Regions from separate parts of the Rattus norvegicus genome. Here all the other regions are linked to region 1. The links are chromatin contacts, called in public Hi-C maps. All regions are on one chromosome and are shown on one strand. Each heading gives the region's core, a stretch centred on a gene start, on an enhancer-like site or on the middle of the called end of the contact. The rest is flanking DNA. Distances are from core to core; before and after follow the strand shown.

Evidence for each region. A called contact is a pair of places that touch in the nucleus more often than the background predicts.
Region 2: a contact with region 1 is called in a Hi-C map of the A7r5 cell line, with 2.7 times the contacts expected there. The contact joins two enhancer-like sites. A contact is called at or near these places in 5 of 12 Hi-C or Micro-C datasets (the A7r5 cell line, the Rat2 cell line, Schwann cells and 1 more).
Region 3: a contact with region 1 is called in a Hi-C map of the A7r5 cell line, with 5 times the contacts expected there. The contact joins the promoter of Cav1 here to the enhancer-like site in region 1. A contact is called at or near these places in 4 of 12 Hi-C or Micro-C datasets (the A7r5 cell line, liver and mammary epithelial cells) and 1 of 1 datasets of contacts at active chromatin or transcription factors (oligodendrocytes).

Annotation. Positions count from the first base shown.
Region 1 is chr4:46,423,840-46,426,429 of GRCr8, forward strand. No RefSeq gene overlaps it. Among named protein-coding and RNA genes, the nearest start is that of Tes, 94 kb to the left of the region's middle. Within about 2 kb of position 1,287, at least 26 of the 93 cell types and tissues checked have an H3K27ac peak or open chromatin away from gene starts, as enhancers often do. A contact at or near this core is called in the A7r5 cell line, where this site is marked.
Region 2 is chr4:46,652,361-46,654,950 of GRCr8, forward strand. All of the region lies in intron 2 of LOC103692063 (a long non-coding RNA gene), which reads right to left. Among named protein-coding and RNA genes, the nearest start is that of Cav1, 47 kb to the left of the region's middle. Within about 2 kb of position 1,276, at least 10 of the 93 cell types and tissues checked have an H3K27ac peak or open chromatin away from gene starts, as enhancers often do. A contact at or near this core is called in the A7r5 cell line, where this site is marked.
Region 3 is chr4:46,605,241-46,607,830 of GRCr8, forward strand. It overlaps Cav1 (caveolin 1), which reads left to right and starts at 1,298. Exons shown (of 3, transcript NM_031556.3): 1 at 1,298-1,482. The coding sequence starts at 1,453.

The sequences.
Region 1 (2,590 bases), core at 37-2,536:
GACAAGTTTTCTTTATAAGCGTAGAAGGCCTGGGCAAAGGAAATCCTCCCTGTTGGGAGATGGAAAGATTTTTGTCTCCTTTACAACATTGACTCCTATTCCCTGCATATTAGCCATTTGTGTTTTATTTTCCTTGAGGAATTTTAAATAAACTACCCATTCAAGTAGTACTCCTGAACTCAATTATTTAAAACTCTTAATCTCTCATTTCTCAAGTCTAGTTGTGTAATCTCTTTTGCTCTTATGGGTAACTTAAAAATTAGCATCCATCCTTCCAGTGAGCTGAGCAGAGCAGAGGAAAGAAGCTTTTTGTTTCCCAGAAAACGCTGAAGGAAATGCTTTCCTTTGGAAGTTGGAAAAGAGGGCAGTGTTCTATACTATGATTGGCTGGGATCTTCTCATTGGATGCTAGAAAGCCCTCAGGTTGCTTGATTGTTTTAAAAATTGGTTCTCTTTCAACTTTGCTTTGATTATATATTAGGAGTAACTATATTACAGTATAGTCTGGTCATCTTGGTCTAGTATAGGAACTTAATCAAAATCAGTGCTCACCCACGTATGTTATCCAATATCACCCTATGGTAAGAGTACTCATTGGCTATTTGATAGTGTGTATTCAATACTGGCCACATTTCACAGCATATTATCCTGTTTGTTTGTGAGAGATTTTACTCTCACAGTAAATTTCTTTTGGAAAGATATCTTCCTAAGTGCCACATACAACTGACCCCAGGCTACATTTAGCAAGAGGGTTTGAAAATGGGGATATATTGTCAATTCACACCCATCTGTGAATCCGACTCCCCTAGGTGGGAGAAAAATGTGGATTTGTTCTAGAGATTTCAAAGTGAAAGGCACCAATTAAAAAGGTATCAATCCAAGTGGTGACAGGAATCTCTAGGTTGTATCTCTATTTGATCTTTTCCTGACATTGTACATAGCACTAATGATAAAAAGTGGGCACACGTGCATTTGTGTCTCTCTGTGTGTATGTACAAATAAGAGAGACACTATCATGTAACTAATCTAGCAATACATACTTAAAATTCAACATTTGAACCTTCCTCAAATGATACCTTTTATATACCCATTGGTTAACTGACAAATAGGAGAGAATCCATTGTGAAGTGAATCCTTTGCTTTTGGCAGATTCTCTTTGCTCTATTGTCATCAGAGCTGTCATCTCATTCAAAGTCCTTGGACTCCCTGGTTGTCAGCCTTCACACAGTCTTTGAAATGGCATCAGCAACCGTCTCTATGCTATCCCATTGCCTCCCCTAATTTGCATCAGTCTGATTCATTCATTCCTTAGCTGGGTTATAGGGTATGCTATTCCCCTGTGGTACCCATGCTGTTAAGCTTCCTCTCACTCGCTATTATCACAGTAGGATTCAAAACGTTCATTTGGTAAAGGCCTGTTGCTCTTGATGGAAGACAGAGCGTTTAACAAATGAGCACAGAGAGCGTTTGAGAAAACCTTTTAAAATAAGATCTGAAATGCATTTTGCCTATATTAAAATAGTTTTCTTCGAGGATGAAAAAAGCCTGCTGGCAATCAGAGGCTTGTGTGACATTCAAGTCTACCCAGAGGAAGCAGCCAAGCAGAGAGGCTCACTGCTTTACAGATTTGCATTGTCCTGCTAACTTTCCTGTGCCAAAAACACTCAGTCGCTCCCTTTCACCAACCTCTAAGGTCACAAGACAGACAGTTCTTTCTTGATTACTCAAACAAATACACGTCTGATTCAGAGGAGGGAAAAGAGTTGCCAACAGTCAATGCTTAGGAAGGGCAAGGCTGCCTTTGCTTTATAAGCCAGCCTGATGAATCACCACGTCCATGACTAATTGTGGTGTTAAAATGTGCCCAGGAATATGGCCTGCTTTTCTTAAAGGGAAATTCTAAAGGAGACACAGAGAAACAAGAAAGAGAACACAACAGTTGTGCAAGAATGTGCATATGGCACAATCATCCCAACAAACTTAGCAAGTCTCCTGCTCTACAATAGACAGTCAAGTCCTAGAAAACAGGAGGCTGGCATGGAGGTCAGCATGGCATTCTGCACAGCAGTTAAGTTCTGGGCTCAGAAAAGATTTTCCAAGTGTTTTCTAAATCTCAGAAGGTTGAAGCCAGACATGAACACAGGCCGATAAAAAAGACTGATGTTTATGTGTATAAAACATATGTGTTTACATAAATATATGACTATATAGAAAATGAGTGTAATCTGTGTGTATACAATGTGTATATGTGTGTTGAAATAATTAAAATGTATATTCAGTGGACACGCTTATATAAAAATCTATGCTTTCCTTGTATCATTACATTAGTAAGAAAGACATGGTCCTATAATTGTTCTGAGACAAGGTCTCTTACTGCTTGAGACCCTCTCCTCATGGTCTTCTGTTTGCTAAGAGTACAGATGCGTGCCAATCTGTGCCCAGCAAGAAAACCACTGTTCTTTCCACTAATTACATTGTCTGTTGCGAAGGCAGGACACAAAGGGAAAACTCCAGGACAGAGCAACACAGTCAATGATGGAATCTACTGAGAGAACCAGGGAGGACATCTTGGAAGGAGGAAAGAGGAAAA
Region 2 (2,590 bases), core at 26-2,525, 230 kb after region 1:
GAGATCAAAATCATCATATGTTTGAATGCTAAACATGGGATTTGAAACAATAATGTAACTTGAGGCATAAATGCAACAGCATGCCAGGCAATACCGCATGAAAGTCTCGGGGCACTAACACCCCAATGAAGAATACAGCCAAACTGGTCATAGCTTGGTGGGTCACAGGCCCTCATGACCATTTCTACTCTCTGAACTGACATAGCCAAACCAAATGCACTCCTACATTCTCAGCTAGGAAGTGCCCCACTATTGGGGGGTATTAGAAGAACCAGGTGATTCCACAAGGCTACCAAGGAGTCCTGCTAGTTTTATATATACTTGCTTATCACCCACACTATAGCAGATTCACAGCAGATTCATGGTCCACAGGTTACCAGGTTTCCCAGTGAAAAATAAAGTGAGATGGACCCTCCAAGATGGCTCTGTGCTTCCTGGATTCATGAAGGAAGGAAGTGCTGTACGTAATGCTGTACTACTCAATCTCGCTCACTTGAAAGAACCCAGCTTATTCAGCTCCCAGCCTAGGAACTCCTTGTTCTCAGATGAGATGGCATTGTGCTTTACACATCACATCCAGAACATCTTTCCCAGACTACAACTCCTTCCATTTGGTTGGATCGGCCAAGGAATAAAACTTTATCTGAGCTTTTACCCTATTGTTCCTGAAACCATTATGGCCTTCCCTGGTTAGACCCATTTAGGTACTTTGGCTCTGACCTTCACATCACTGTTTGGTTCTCCCAAGTTAATTCCAGACTATCCACTCCTCAGCGACCAGCACCTATGATGGGTCTACTATTAATACCTGTCAATCTGGGAAATGCACTTTGGCCACCATGCCAGAAACCAGTCAACTAGTTCCTCTGTGATGTTCTGCTTTCCTCCTGGGCACGCACTAGTGCTTCCTATGCCCGCATGTCTTTCATTGTCCATGTTCCTCAGATCTAGTACTAGTACTTAAACAGAAACCATGGGTTCTCCTTCTAGATGTGAACCACAGCACCTCATCTATGACCTACCACTCGCCCTCTGCCTCTTGGCTAGAAACAGAAATCAAGAGACTCTATGTAACTTCGGTGCTGAAATGGCAATGTCTATCTTAGTGCAGGCCCTCAGAAGACGGTAGTGGCCTGCGCCATAATCCTCCATCTCCGCCCATCAAGAATGCCTCCTGTATGAGTAATAATTTCCACTGAGCTGGTCTACAAAAATGTCAGGGTTTTTCTGTTACAGCAGCTGGCCTTACATTATGGAACAATCACCCATGACAAACACAATATGGGCAATGCCCAAGTGGATTACCCCAGCTGTTTGTAGCTAGCTTGCCTCTCCTCACCACAGTCAAGGATGTTCCTGCTTCCCTTCCTTCCTGCAGAGGCAGTTCTGGACATATAGGGTGAGCAGATGAGTGGGAGGCACTGTTAGGAGATGCTTCTCCAGGGAAAATCTAACTTTTCCATGCTTTATAACTAGAATTTTCCATGGTCACACAATGAGTCACTGCTAAGCCAGCATTTTCCCTACTCAGTTGGGGCATCTGTCCTCCTTTAGGACGGGGATCTGTGTCCACTTCTGGAGTAATGGTGGAAAGATAAATAATGAGAACAGTCGGAGATTAGGTCTCTTGGAAACCATTGGGAAGGCAAATCACACCAGCTTCAGGCAAGTGAGAAATGTTAAAAGCAGCTGGACGGTCTTCTCTTGATTTAAATATAGTATTGTTTCCATCCTTTGTCCAAATGACTTTAAGCCATCATGATTTTCGTGTCACTGGAAACGCACATTGCCGTGATTTAGTCCCTAAGCTGGACTGCCCAACTTATGTCTACACACAATTGAACTGAACGTCCTTTTCCTGTGAGATCAGCACTTAGCTGCTAAGCCGCTGCCATCCAGATCCACAGCGAATTAGTTTGAGATCTGGGAAGTGGAAAGACACTCTAACACGGTCTCTTAAGGGGCCCAGGTCTTCTCCAGAAGAGTTTAGATTGCTTCGGTTGCCCTCCGGGAATTCAGGAATGCTTCATCGGCCCTACCCAAAGGAGAAGGATTCCTCAGAAAAGTGCAAAGGGCAAAGGGCAAAGAGAGAGGAGAAGGCCCGTGCAGCATAAAAAGCCTCTTCACAGAGAAATGCCCAAGCCCAAAGCAAGCGTACCACTGGGCTCGCACTTAGTATAGCATGGGGGAGCACCAACTCTGCTCCTTGGCACAGTCTCTAGCCTTGGCAAGGCCCTGTGAGGCCAAACGTTTTTCTCATTGTAGCAAAGCTCTGAGTCACTATCTTTAAAAAAATACATGGGAACAATAAGACTCAAGGGGATAGCAGAGTTCCCCCCCCCAAAAAAATATTAGAAAAAAGAGGTGGGGGTGGAGCAGCAAGCATGCCTACAGACTGATTAAAGGACAAGAGCCCTGGAAAAGTCCCCTAGGAGACCCCTAGCAAGCCCTCTTTTCCTAGTACACAAGCCCAGATGGTACCCTATCCTATTTTATAATTTCCATCGCGTTCTAAAAATCATAAGCTTGGTTTTCTCGGGTTTTTTTTTCTTTGTTTTTTTGAAACGAGTGTTTGAAAAAGTGAGAAGCG
Region 3 (2,590 bases), core at 48-2,547, 180 kb after region 1:
TCCATCCTTTTATTTCTAACACTGTACTGCTAACCACCCTCATTTGATCAGTATGACATACGCAAGTGTTGAAGTAGCACACTGCACCCCACTAACATTACGCTAATATCACATGCTAATAAAACAATAATTAAATTACTTACAAATAATATTTATAATTTATAATTCCTCATACATTGATAATTAATTAATTAGCAATTAATTCAAAGGATAGATTGTCTCTTTTCCCTCTAAGCAGGACCCAGATGATGAGTTCTTTTATCTATTTTCAGGCCCCAGGTTTTGTCTTCAAGACCCCATGCTCCTGCTTCTTGGTGGCCATTTTAAAATGTACTCTCTGTCCCATTCAGAGTACTACGGAAGTATTTGCATAGGAACGCTTAGGTAAAACATCCCTTTCATCCTTATTGGGGGTGGTGAGCTGCTGAGTTGCTGTCTCTAATTAGTAAAACGCAACCATGATTTATATTATTCCTCTTTACAATAAAACAAAAGGAGGTTGGTCAGCTTTTGAAACTGATATTTAGTTGTTAACATAAAAAAATTTTGTCAGACAACAACAACAACAACAACATATTCTCTCACAGCCAAGCACATATTCCTGGGCCAGTATCCTCTGCGGCAGAGGATGTAGTTCAGTGACAGAGTGTTTATCTCTAGGTAAAATGCACAAAGCCCTGGGTTTGATCTCAAGCCAAGGAGGGAAAAATCCTCTCTGGTAACAAGCTTGAACCTCCAAGTAAAATTTTCTGCAGTTGAAAACATTCAAAGTGCTTTATGATTACGGTATAACCTGTTGGTAGGAACTTCATTTTCTTTATTGCAGAGGCGCCCACACAGATTCCTTCGCTGTGTTTATATAAAAAATGTTCCCTCAGGTTCCCAGCCATCTCTTCTCTATCTTTCTCTGTGAAACAAGAAGAGAGATCAGTCCTAGTGGGTAATGGAACGTGGGCGAAGCGGGAAGGGAAGCGGCTTAGGATAGGGCAGAATTCTTTCCGTGGAGCCGGATGCCCATACTGGGCATCTCAGCAAACTCTTGTGCTCCCTCCACCCCTGCTGAGATGATGCACTGGGAAAACACGCGCTCTCCCCTGGATGCCTCTCTGTTGGTTTATAGCTGGGAAAACGTTGCCGCGGGTCTAAAATATCTGCCCAAACAGACAGCCTAGCTCTGATGAAGGCTTTCTCACAGGCTCTCAGCTCCCCGCGGGCGCTCCCCGCCCTCCGCTGCCAGAACCTTGGGGATGTGCCTAGACCCGGCGCAGAGCACGTCCCAGCCAACTGAGAGCAGAACAAACCCCTGGCCAACAGCCAAGAGGCTCCCTCTCAGCCACCGCCCCCCGCCAGCGCCTTTCCCCCTCTATACAATACAAGATCTTCCTTCCTCAGTTCTCTTAAATCACAGCCCAGGGAAACCTCCTCAGAGCCTGCAGCCAGCCACGCGCCAGCATGTCTGGGGGTAAATACGTAGACTCCGAGGTAGGCTTGGGTGAGGGCGCGCCGGCTCCAAAGTGCCTGCTTTTGCTATCTCGCACTCCAAATGCTCGGGCTGCTTTCCTAGCCCCAGCCCTCTCTCCACCTTCACAGCACTCGAGCTGGTACCGCGGAGGAATGGGCTGGGTGGGGAGGTGAAAAGCTAGGAATGCCTTAGGGCTTCCTTTTGGAGAGGGGACCAAAGGAGCCAACGGAGAAAAGAAGAACCCCCGGGTACTGTTTTATGAGTCTGAGTCTGCCAGACTTAGAGAAGTTTTCCAGATGACACTGTTCGCGAGACCCCCCTGCGGCGGTCCAGCCCCTACCTACTAAGAGGCTTAGAGCTGGTGGGGTGTGTGTGTGTGTGTGTGTGTGTGTGTGTGTGTGTGTGTGTGTGTGTGTGTGTGTTCGGGTAAAGGAGATTCATTTGCCCGCAGTCCTGAGGACAGCCCCCCGCAGGAGCCTAAAGTGGCTGGCATGGGCGGCGCCGTGCGTGTATAGCACTTAGCGAAGTTCTCGAGAACTTCAATAATTCTGCCCCTGAGAGGCCCGGAGGAGGTCCGAGGTGGGGGAGCCTCTTTCCTCACGAGTACCACCGCCATTGTCAACTACTTCTTGGTACTCTGGTGGACTGAATGTGGCGACCTGGGTTCCCCAATATGACTACGGTTCAGCCTGGAGTAGACAGCCTGGGGGTGATCTAAGTAAGGGTGGGTGAGGGAGTCCTTCAGGTGACATTTCGTTCTGGGGCATGGGGGCGGGGTGAGGGGTCTTGGTACATGCCTCTGTTTAAAGAAGTGTGTTAGATTGTGACCCACTTATTCACCCCCACGGCCTAAGGAACACCGTGGAGCACGGGGTGGAGTGGGGAGGTAAAAAGGGTAGGGGCTGCAGCAGGTGCAAGGGAGAAGCACTGAGGGACAGAGAAGATAGGATCATTAAGTCTGTCAGCAGGGTCCAGAGGGATCTTGATAATGTTGGAAGGGATCGTAGGACGGGGTTAACGGTTCAGAGAGGGACAGAGGAGCAGGTGAGGTTGAGGGACACGGGTGGCCTGGTGGAGAGAAGGAATACAGAGGAGGCGGAAAGCGAATCCCAACCCCTGGCCTAGGGA